2 separate regions of the Oryctolagus cuniculus genome follow, and region 1 is linked to region 2. Evidence: chromatin contacts called from public Hi-C data. All regions are on one chromosome and are shown on one strand. The core of a region is the stretch at or near the end of the contact, and the rest is flanking DNA. Distances in the headings are between cores, read along the strand shown. Region 1 has its middle 16 kb from the start of CFAP161. Region 2 overlaps IL16 (interleukin 16).

Evidence for each region. Hi-C and Micro-C count contacts between places; a contact is called where the count stands out from the background.
Region 1: a Hi-C map of an unstated tissue shows a contact between it and region 2, with 6 times the contacts expected there. The contact joins two enhancer-like sites. A contact is called at or near these places in 6 of 6 Hi-C or Micro-C datasets (ear pinna, embryonic fibroblasts, liver and 3 more).

Annotation. Positions count from the first base shown.
Region 1 is chr12:104,024,137-104,028,950 of mOryCun1.1, forward strand. No RefSeq gene overlaps it. Among named protein-coding and RNA genes, the nearest start is that of CFAP161, 16 kb to the right of the region's middle. Within about 2 kb of position 3,040, at least 2 of the 8 cell types and tissues checked have an H3K27ac peak or open chromatin away from gene starts, as enhancers often do.
Region 2 is chr12:103,920,355-103,925,185 of mOryCun1.1, forward strand. All of the region lies in intron 2 of IL16 (interleukin 16), which reads right to left. Among named protein-coding and RNA genes, the nearest start is that of STARD5, 59 kb to the left of the region's middle. Within about 2 kb of position 1,652, at least 1 of the 8 cell types and tissues checked has an H3K27ac peak or open chromatin away from gene starts, as enhancers often do.

The DNA of each region.
Region 1 (4,814 bases), core at 1,790-4,289, 110 kb after region 2:
GCCCGAGAGCCCCAAATTCCCTCCGGGTCTCCCACATGGGTGGCAGGGTCCTGAGTACATGGGCCGCCTTCTACTGCCTTCCCAGGAGCATTAACAAGGAACTGAATTGGAAGTGGAGCAGCTGGGAGTTGGCAGCTTAGCTCACTGCGCCACAACTACTATTGGGCAATTTCAGCATCTGGATACCGTCTGTTATTTTAAAATCTATTGACGTGTTTTCTCTGTGGCACTCCTCTTTCCATCCTTTCCTTAGACAGCCTGAGGCTTATCTGCCTGTAGGGAGGAAGAGAGGCAGAGATAGAGATGGGTAAAATCAGGGGGCAAAGCAGGTTGTTCAGCTTCCGATGCGGATGTGGGATGTTTAGATCTCCCCTCAATTTTCTAACTATGTGGATACCACTCGGTCGGGTTCCCATCGTACTTTATTTCCAACACCTTCCCCTGGACCACCCTGTTTCCTGCATAGTTAGAGATGATGGAAATCACGGTCAAGATCAAGGTTGTGGCCAATCCATCAGATCAACACTCCTTTATGAACAGGTTTTTCTTTAAAGTGCATCTACTTTGTAAGCTTGGAGAACAGGGACCAGAAAGCTTGGGGGGTTGACGGAAGACCTGGCAACAAGGACACAATCAGGAAATGTGTTTCCAATGAGCCCTGCACTGAGTGAAGAGGGAGGAGAACGAGCCCCTGGGGATCCCAGCACTCCAAATCAGTGACGGCAAGCCACATGGGAGCCTTCGCCCTGCAGGTCAGCGCTTCTGTCCTCTCCACGGCTCAAGGGGAAGCAGAGCCGCTGACCACAAGGCCCAATGTCCCACGTGGGGGCCTTACAGGCCCCGTCCTGCCAGGACCAGCCATCCAGCCCTCTGCACAGGCAGCAAGAAGCCCCGTGCCCTGGAGCTCCTGTCGTGGGATGAGGGGACACGGCAGGAACTTGGAGAAGGCGGTGCCTTCTACTGGAAGAAGTCAATGGGGAGCTCCCTAGAAGACGGGGTGACTGGGTTGAGCCTTGATGGATGAGTCATCAAGTCGGGTGAGACCTGGGGGGACAGCAGCCATCCCAGGAGCCCTGCACACCACTCAGGTCCCAGATGTTGGCATGATGCCAGCAGGACTCTGATCCAATAAGCTTGGGTAGGGGTCAGCCTTGTGGCACAGTAGGCTCCTGCTTGCCACAGCCCAGATGAGTGCCAGTTATGGTCCAGCTTCCTGCCAATGTACTTGACGCATTGAGGACGGTGAATGATGGCTCAAGTCCTGGGGGCCCTTCCACCCACGTGGGAGACCCAGATGAAGCTCCTGGCCCCTGTCCAACAGCCTGGCCCAGCCCTGGCTGTTGCAGGCATTTGGGGAGTGAAGCAATTGATGGACAAGCTCATTCTTTTGGTGTCCCTGTTTCTCTCTCTCTCTCTCTCTCTCTCTCTCTCTCTCTGGTACTCTACTTTTCAAATAAATAAATCTTTCTTTAACAAAAGTAAGTTTGGATAGAGCTGTATGCTATCACCCTCCCTTGGAAGCATTTACAAAAGAAGGGACCCAAACCCACTCCTGCTGCTCTTAGAGAGGTTGGAAAAAGTCAGCAGCTAGAGATGACATGAAGTCACCCGGAGAAAAGTGGCAGGGAGCTGTGTCCCCACTCCAGCTCCAACAGGGAGGGAAGGGCAGGTGCCCAGCTCTCCTGGGGCTGTGCTGTTAAGGTGGGCCCAGGTCTCAGTGCTCCTCCAGGGCACAGGCAGGAGCCAGCACCTTAGAACGGGACTCAAGGGCCCTCCTCGGGAGACAGGAGGGAAGTCACTCTCAGGTCTATTCCAGGCAACATAAGGAAGAGAGGCCAGCAGAAGCAGAGAAGGTGAGAGGCCGAAGGGAGACTGGAGAGAGGGGAGAGGGCACAGGAGAGAGGCTGCTGGGAGCAGGCGGGGTCAGGTGGACAGGTCCCAAGGGGAGAGGGGGAGGGAGGGAGAGAGGGAGGGGGAGGGGGAGGGGGAGACCAGGGTGTGGGAAGAGAGTGAGCAGGAACTAAGCCCCAGGCCTGGCTTCCTGCTGTTCTTTGCCTTTTATCTTCACTTCCCCTTGTCACTGGGGCAGGGCAGACTGTGCCCAAACGCCCCTGTGACCCCCACCTGATGGCGTTCTCTGCAGGGAGCTGGCAGAGGCACCATGCCTGGGGCCCTCAGGCCGGGACAGCTCTGGCTCCAGGCTCATTCCAGGGGCTGAAGCACAATAGGGTGGAGTCACGGTTGCTGCCAGTGTCACCTGCACCCACGTCCCTCTCTTCCCTAGCTCGTTACCTCCCTCAAAAGCTGCCTGCACTCACACCCTGGTCTCCTGCCCATGTCCACCCAGGAGTCAAGGCCACTTCCTCCCTCCCTGGTCTCCAGAGGGACTCTAACTTGCCTTCTTCCCAGCCCTGTGGAGTGTCACTAACCCACAGCACCATCCTCCGGGAAAAGGCAGAGCCACGCGGCCCCACCTGCCAGTCCACAGCTCCCTCCCACCCAAGCAAGAGGCCCGGTCTCCTCTCAGGGGATCTCCAGTCCCGGTGTCCTGGTGTGGCAGCCCCAGGCCCTGGCAGTGCGGCTCAAGGGCGGTGCTGCTTCCTGCCCGGCTGCTACGGAGACATGAGCAGATGTTTGGCAGATGTTCAATCCTCTCCCATCAGCCAACAACAACACAGCTCAGAGACAAAGCGGGGGAGGAGGAAGGGAGGAGATTTGCCCAGCAGCTGGGGACGGCCATCGGAGACCCGGGCTCCGGCCCCTCTGGGCTGGGGCGGGGCAGGAGGGGAACCAGTGTGTGATTCGTATGCCATGAGCTAGAGCCCGGGACGCGCAGTGCCAGGGTTCCAGGGAGGAGCCCTGATGGCCCCGGGCAGCCTGCTGTGTTCAGGTCTCAGGATACAGCCTACAGCCGAGTGCCAGGCAGCCTGGCTCCCCCGGGGGAGACCTGGGGAAGCCATGGGAACCTGGGTGTTCCCTTGGGTGGGCCTGGCTGACATGTGGCCCATGGTGCCCTCCTGGACACATGGGGGCATCTTGCACTGAGACCCGCTCAGCTCATGGTCAGAGCTGCTGTATGAGACAGAGCCCTTGTGTTGTGCACCAAACCAGGGAGCCCCTGAGGTCCCGGGTAAGCAGGGGCTGCTTCAGGGGTCCCCAGGAAACCGGGTGCCACTTTATTTTTCTTGGCATTTGCTAAACTATCAGCTGACAGATGCAGATGGTAGTTAATGAAGGCAAGCCATGGGCCAGCCTGGCACACGCTGTGCCTGACACCCCAGAACCCACTCATCTTGAAGCTGCAAGTGAGAAGCCTCAGGCCAGTGCCCACCCCCCATTTCCCAGCCTCCCTGCCCCCGGTGGGCCCCTTTACCTCTCCACTTCCACGAGCTCCCTTTGTTCAGACTGCACGAGTCCCTGAGCTCACACAGCGTCTGTCTGCCTGTGTCTGGCTTATTCCTCTTAGCATGACGTCCTCAGCTTGGTCCAAGCTGATGCAAATGCCTGCTGTCCCGCCACAGACTGACGGCAGGGGTGGCTCTCGGTCCTTCTCCACGGCCCCATCCGCGGCTCCCTGCCACCCCAGAGGGTCCCCTCACACCTCCCAGCGCTGCCTCCTCCTCTTCCCTGCTGGTGGGGTTCTCCCAAGGATGGAGAAGAAAGCACTAGCAATTGTGGATGTGAGCCAAGCCCTGTGATGGACATGGAAGCTAAAGTGATGAAACTCATGTATGTACCCGGGCAGCAGCCCCATTTCAGGGGCTTTTATGGTGATGGGGAGGAGAAGATTTACAAATTGGAATGTGCAATGCAAGTGAAGTGGAGAGACGCGCACTAGGGACCCAAGTAGTAAAGCAAAGTCTTAGGGTTGTGAGCCAGGTCTACACTGGACGTGGAGTGCTTACTTACATAATCCCACTTGGTCTTTACAGCCAGCCTACGAGATGGGCAGCATCTGAGTGCTTTTCTCTGCTGGCCTATGAGTGAATGAGGCGCTAGCAGGTGTGATGGTCTCGCAAGGGCAGCGATGCACGTCCACACCGCGGGGTCTGACTCCCGACCTCCGCCTGCCTCTCTCTCTCATGGATCATCCCACATCAGTTACTCTTCTCAACAGCCCCGGGGGGAAGCTCTGAGCCCGGACAGAAAACAGGGGCTGGACGAGGACAGGGGACTCAGCCGAGGCTGGTCAGGAGCACAAAGGCCACTTCGGGTCTTGCAGGCTCAGGGTACCACTGCCCCGGGAGAATGCCGGCCCCAACACTCTTTTTATTAAAAAATAATAATAATAATAATAATGCCCTGACCACAGTACCTTTACAGTTTTTCTCCTCTAAACCGGAAGCTCCTGTTTTATTTTCAAAATTTTATTTCATTTTATTTGTTAAGCTTTTTATTAATATAAAGGGACCAGATTTCATTTATATAATTCTAGGAAGATAACCATATTTCCTTCTCCCCTCCCTCCACCAACCGCCTTCCTTCCTGCTTCCTTTTTTTTCTTTAATTTTTGCAAAAATGTAATTTCAACCTGCTCTATAATCACAGGCTTAACGCACCTCCAACAATACTGTTCAACAAATAATTAAGGCTCAACCCTTGAGTGACAGCAAGCGTTGATTTGCTGGTGTTGATAACACTGACACCTTGTGGCCATTTAGCAGAATTGCAACATCCGAACGTCAGGCAAGAAACACCTTCCCCTTCCAGACTTCAAAACCTGCAGGAATTGTAGTCACCCGGTTCCCCTCTCCCAGTCCTTGGAGGATTTTCAGGACAATCAGCCCCGACCTGCTCCCAGGGGACGGGCACAC
Region 2 (4,831 bases), core at 402-2,901:
GCCACAGCAGAAAGCTGGCCTGGAAGAGGAGCAACAGGGACAGAATCCGGCACCCCGACCGGGACTAGAACCTGGTGTGCTGGCGCCGCAGGCGGAGGATTAGCCTAGTGAGCCACGGCGCCAGCCGATATTACATAGACTTTTAACTGATGTCCAAAATACTGAATGCGTAAGTTGGCTAATAGGTGTCAGGTTCTGGGCTGCACACTGGGGCTGCAGACGTGAACAAGACAGACGAGGACATCAGCCTTGGGGAGCTGAGCAGCCACAAGAAGCAAACCGGTGGAGACACGAGCTGATCTCAGAGCGCCACAGTGACAGTGAAGGGGAGACCTGGAGAGGGACGTGAGCAGGGAGCCAGGGACGCGTGAGCGCGAGGAGCTGATAAATCAGTTACCCTGTTCGGGGACACAGCAGCCCCTCCCACAAGCACTGTTGAATGAATGTTGGGTAAACAGATTTTAAAATATGGAACCATCCGTGGATCCTTGAGAATATTATTCTGCAGATTTCTATCTGCAAAGATTTCATTTAGGCCTTTAAAAAATCAGTATCGCCAAGACAAATTTGCTTCTGGTTCTCTTAGTTCTTTTTCTACTCTGTCATGTCAGTCAACTTCACTCATTTTTTTTTTTTTAAGATTTATTTATTTGAAAGAGTTACACAGAGAGAGAAGGAGAGGCAGGTTCGCTCCCTGATTGGCTGCAATGGCCAGAGCTGTGCAGATCCAAAGTCAGGAGCCAGGAGCTTCCTCCAGTCTCCCACACGGGTGCAGCGGCCCAGGGACTTGGGCCGTCTTCCACTGCTTTCCAAGGCCACAGCAGAGAGCTGGATCAGAAGTGGAGCAGCCAGGTCTCGAACCAGCACCCATATGGGATGCCGGCACTGCAGGCAGCGGCTTTATCCGCTACGCTACAACGCCAGCCTTGCTCCTTCTTTTATACTAGCAATTTGGAAATTTGGGTGTAGATGCCGTGTATTAAACAGCAGTCGTGGGCATCTGCTGCGGGTGCTTCCCTAGCTTCTCCGCCCTGTGTGGTTGACCGTGGGCTAATGAGCCTTCCCTCAACCGCACCTCACCTGCGCCGTGTCAGCAGAAAGTTCTCATGGGTTCCAGAATGTGGTTGGCCCTTTTCCGTGGTTTCCTGTTCTGACATTCATGGTTCCCTATTTGGACAATCCTTGTGAGTTTTGCCAGAAGTCTCTAACAGGTGGAGGAGCTAATAAAGTGTACTGGGTACCCACGTGGAGGCAGAGTGTATCTAGTGCGGGTAAGGAGACCCTGCAGGAAACCACACATCAATCCCCATGTAATTCTCCTCTAAGGTGTTTCCAATCAGATAACTCCACAGGGGGAGTTCCAGGCACTCATTTTTCTCTTCAGCGCCAGATGGCGCTATGTTAACCCGAATAGAACGCTCTGTAACAGGCTAGTCCAGGGAGTGAAAAGGCAAGTCAGAGTTACGCAGAAGGTGACTGACTTCTGTTGGACTCTGGAGATGTATTTCCAGGATTTAGCGTCACGACTAGTTCTTTGAATTCATTGCTTCATACAATATAATATCCAAAAAGTATTTCTCAATTGCAATGGTCGGACGAGATCATGCTCTGATTCTAATTTCAAGACTTCCCTCTGGCACGGTCTCCACTCCTGTGTACAGCCCAGTGAGACAGGGGAGGGAAGCCATGGACGGTGGTTTCAGCAACTCTTCTAGGTCCACAGAAGACAGAGGAGCTCGGTGAAGCAGCCAGCTGGTCTACCCATCCAAGGGCAAGCCTTTGAAACATGTATTTCCCCCAAACTATGTATTAACATGAAAGTAAATAAGTAAGGAATACACGAGATGTGGAATACTTGGCGTCTTTAAAAGTAGTGTTAACAGAAGATCTTCGTGGCATAGGCACGTTTGTGTTGATAGATTAAAAACAGATTTCACGCCTCACCTCGAGGGCACCTCCAGAAATGCATGAGAAATGCAAACTGTGAAGAAGCTTACAAAGAGAAAGGACTGGAAATAAATAGGCCAAAATACTAACACTCATGCATTCAACAAACATTTATCAAACACTCCGTCCTAGGAGCTATTCCGATTCGGAGGAGATGGCAGTAGATGAGAAACTCCAAATCCCGCTCCCATAGATAAGCAAGAGTGTGCTTGGGTGATGGGGTTGTGGGTGTGGCTTTTCATGTATCTTTTTATAGTTTCCGTATTTTCAGTAGTGAGCCTGATTATTTCATAATCAGACCAAAGACAACTGATGGGTGGAGTTGGTCTCCCATCTGGAGCAGCCTCTGGGGCTGGGACGTTTGCACAGGGCACACGCAGAACAGAACACAAAGGGCTGCCCTCGAAGCTGCAGGGTTGTCAGCGAGGCCATGCCACTGGCACAGTCACCTCTGAACACACGTCCCCTTGTTCTCCTCCGAGCCCGCAGCCCTGGGGAGCAGCTCTGTGAGTGAGGCGCCCCGTCGCCAGCTGGGCAGCCTCATCTGCATTTACCTGCAAAATTCTGGGGCAGTGGGTCCTGCAGGCAAGATGTTTCCAGCATCTAAACTCCCCCGGGGCTGGAAAGTTCCATTGTTCTGTGAGGGGAGCTTGCTTTGTACGCAGACCCGCTGGCTGGCCCTGCTGGAGTTAGCGACAGAACCCTGAAGATTCCAGTGTGTGTGGAACCCGCTCTCAGCAACACAAACGTCTCTGTTTGCTCTGTGCACTGAGATGCTCCGCCCGAGGGGAACCACAAAATCCGATCCGACCGTCCTCACTGGGGCTTGCTTCCTGTGGTTGAGCTGATCAAGCCATCGCTTTGATCTCTAAGTCAGGGGGATAAAGAGAAGGCCAAGCAGATGGGCTCTGGGACGGCCACAGGTCATGTGGGACCACGTGGCTGCCCGCCTCCTGCTGCAGAGGGGGAGGTGGGGGACAGGATCCCTGGGGTCCTCCTCACATCCTCCCGCCTCTCAGTCCCTGCCTGGACAGTCCCCAAGCCCCTCTGGTCCACTTTGTCAGACTTCCCTAACACATCCTCTCTCAGTGTCTCTGCTGGGGCTTCCAGTATTCCTTACAGAGTGGACTGTTACAATGGCCAATGTTGGGGGAAGGGCGGATATCAGGCAAAGCTGTTTTTAGAAAATATTTTTCGGGGCCGGCGCTATGGAACAGCAGGTTAGAGCCCTGGCTTGCAGCACCGGCATCCCATTTGGGTGCCAGTTCAAGTCCCAGCTGCTTCACTTCCAATCCAGCTCCCTGTTGATGCGCCTATGAAAGCAGCAGAGGACGGCCCAAGTCTTGGGCCCCTGCACCCATGTGGGAGACCCAGAGGAAGCTCCTGGCTCCTGGGTTTGAATTGGCTCAGCTCCAGCCATTGCAGCCATTTGGGGAATGAACCAGCTGATGAAAGACCTCTCTCTCTCTCTCTCTCTCTCTGTGTGTGTCTCTGCCTCTCTCTGTAACTCTGTCTTTCAAATAAATAAAATAAATCTTTTTTTAAAAAAGATTTAGAAAAGAATATTTTAATAGATGGTGCTGTGATAAATGGATATTTACCTACAAAAGAATGAATGTGGATTCCTGTCTCACTCTTTTTTTTAAGATTTATTTATTTGAAAGAGTTACACAGAGAAGGAGAGGTAGAGGTAGAGGTAGAGAGAGAGAGAGAGGTCTTCCATCTGCTGGTTCACTCCCCAGAAGGCTACAATGGCCAGAGCTGCGCCGATCCGAAGCCAGGAGCCAGGAGCTTCCTCCAGGTCTCCCATGTAGATGCAGGGGCCCAAGGACTTGGGCCGTCCTCCACTGCTTTTCCAGGCCACAGCAGAGAGCTGGATTAGAAGTGGAGCAGCTGGGTCTCAAACCAGCGCCCATATGGGATGCTTGCACTGCAGCCTGCGGCTTCACCTGCTATGCCACAGCGCCAGCCCCATCACACTTTTTTCGTTAAACAGAAGAAGTCATTAAACCTTATCACAGGTCTACTGGTAAGAGCTAAAACTTTCAAGCCCTTCAAAGAAAATGGAGGTGCAATCTCCATGCCCCTGGGTTAGAGAAACTTAGATACAACAATAAAAGCACAGCTGACAAAAGAAATAATAGGAATGTGGGTTTCATTACAATCTGAAACTTTTGTGACGCCATCAAAGAAACGAAAAATCAATCTGCAGGGTTGGCGAAATATTTGGAAGTTGTATATTTGATAGGGACCTTGGTGTCTAGACTGTGTAGAGAATACTTGTAACTCAATAATAACAAGACACATCACCCAATTTTTAAAAATCAGCAAAGCACCTGAAGAGACAGAAGAGTCCTAGAAGCCCATGCAAGTGCAACATGACGAGCCAGCAAGGAAAGGCAACGCAGGCCGCTTCAGACCCCCCCAGGGACGGCTGTGGTCACACCCACTAACCCAGGCAGGTTTGGGAGAGCTGGGAGCCCCAGATACGGATGGTGGAGATGGGAAAAGGGCGCGACTGCTTGGGAGAACAGGCAGTGTTTATGACACTATACAGCAGTTCCACACCTAGGTATACACTCGAGAGAAACGAAGGCGTCCGCGCATGTGGATCCTTGTCAAATGCCCTCAAAGCAGCATTATTCGTAAAATACAACCCACGTGTCTACTACCCGACAAACAGATGAACAAAATGCGGCACTTTCATGCAATTGGAAATTTTGGAAATCGAAAGGAATGCAATTCTAATGCGTGGTTCACTGGAAAGCATTAAGCTAAGTGAAAGAAGCCAGCTACAAATGACCACATTCCATGTGACTTGATTGATATTAAATGTCCAGAACAAAAGAAAATATGTCCAGAACAGGAAAATCTGTAGAGCCAG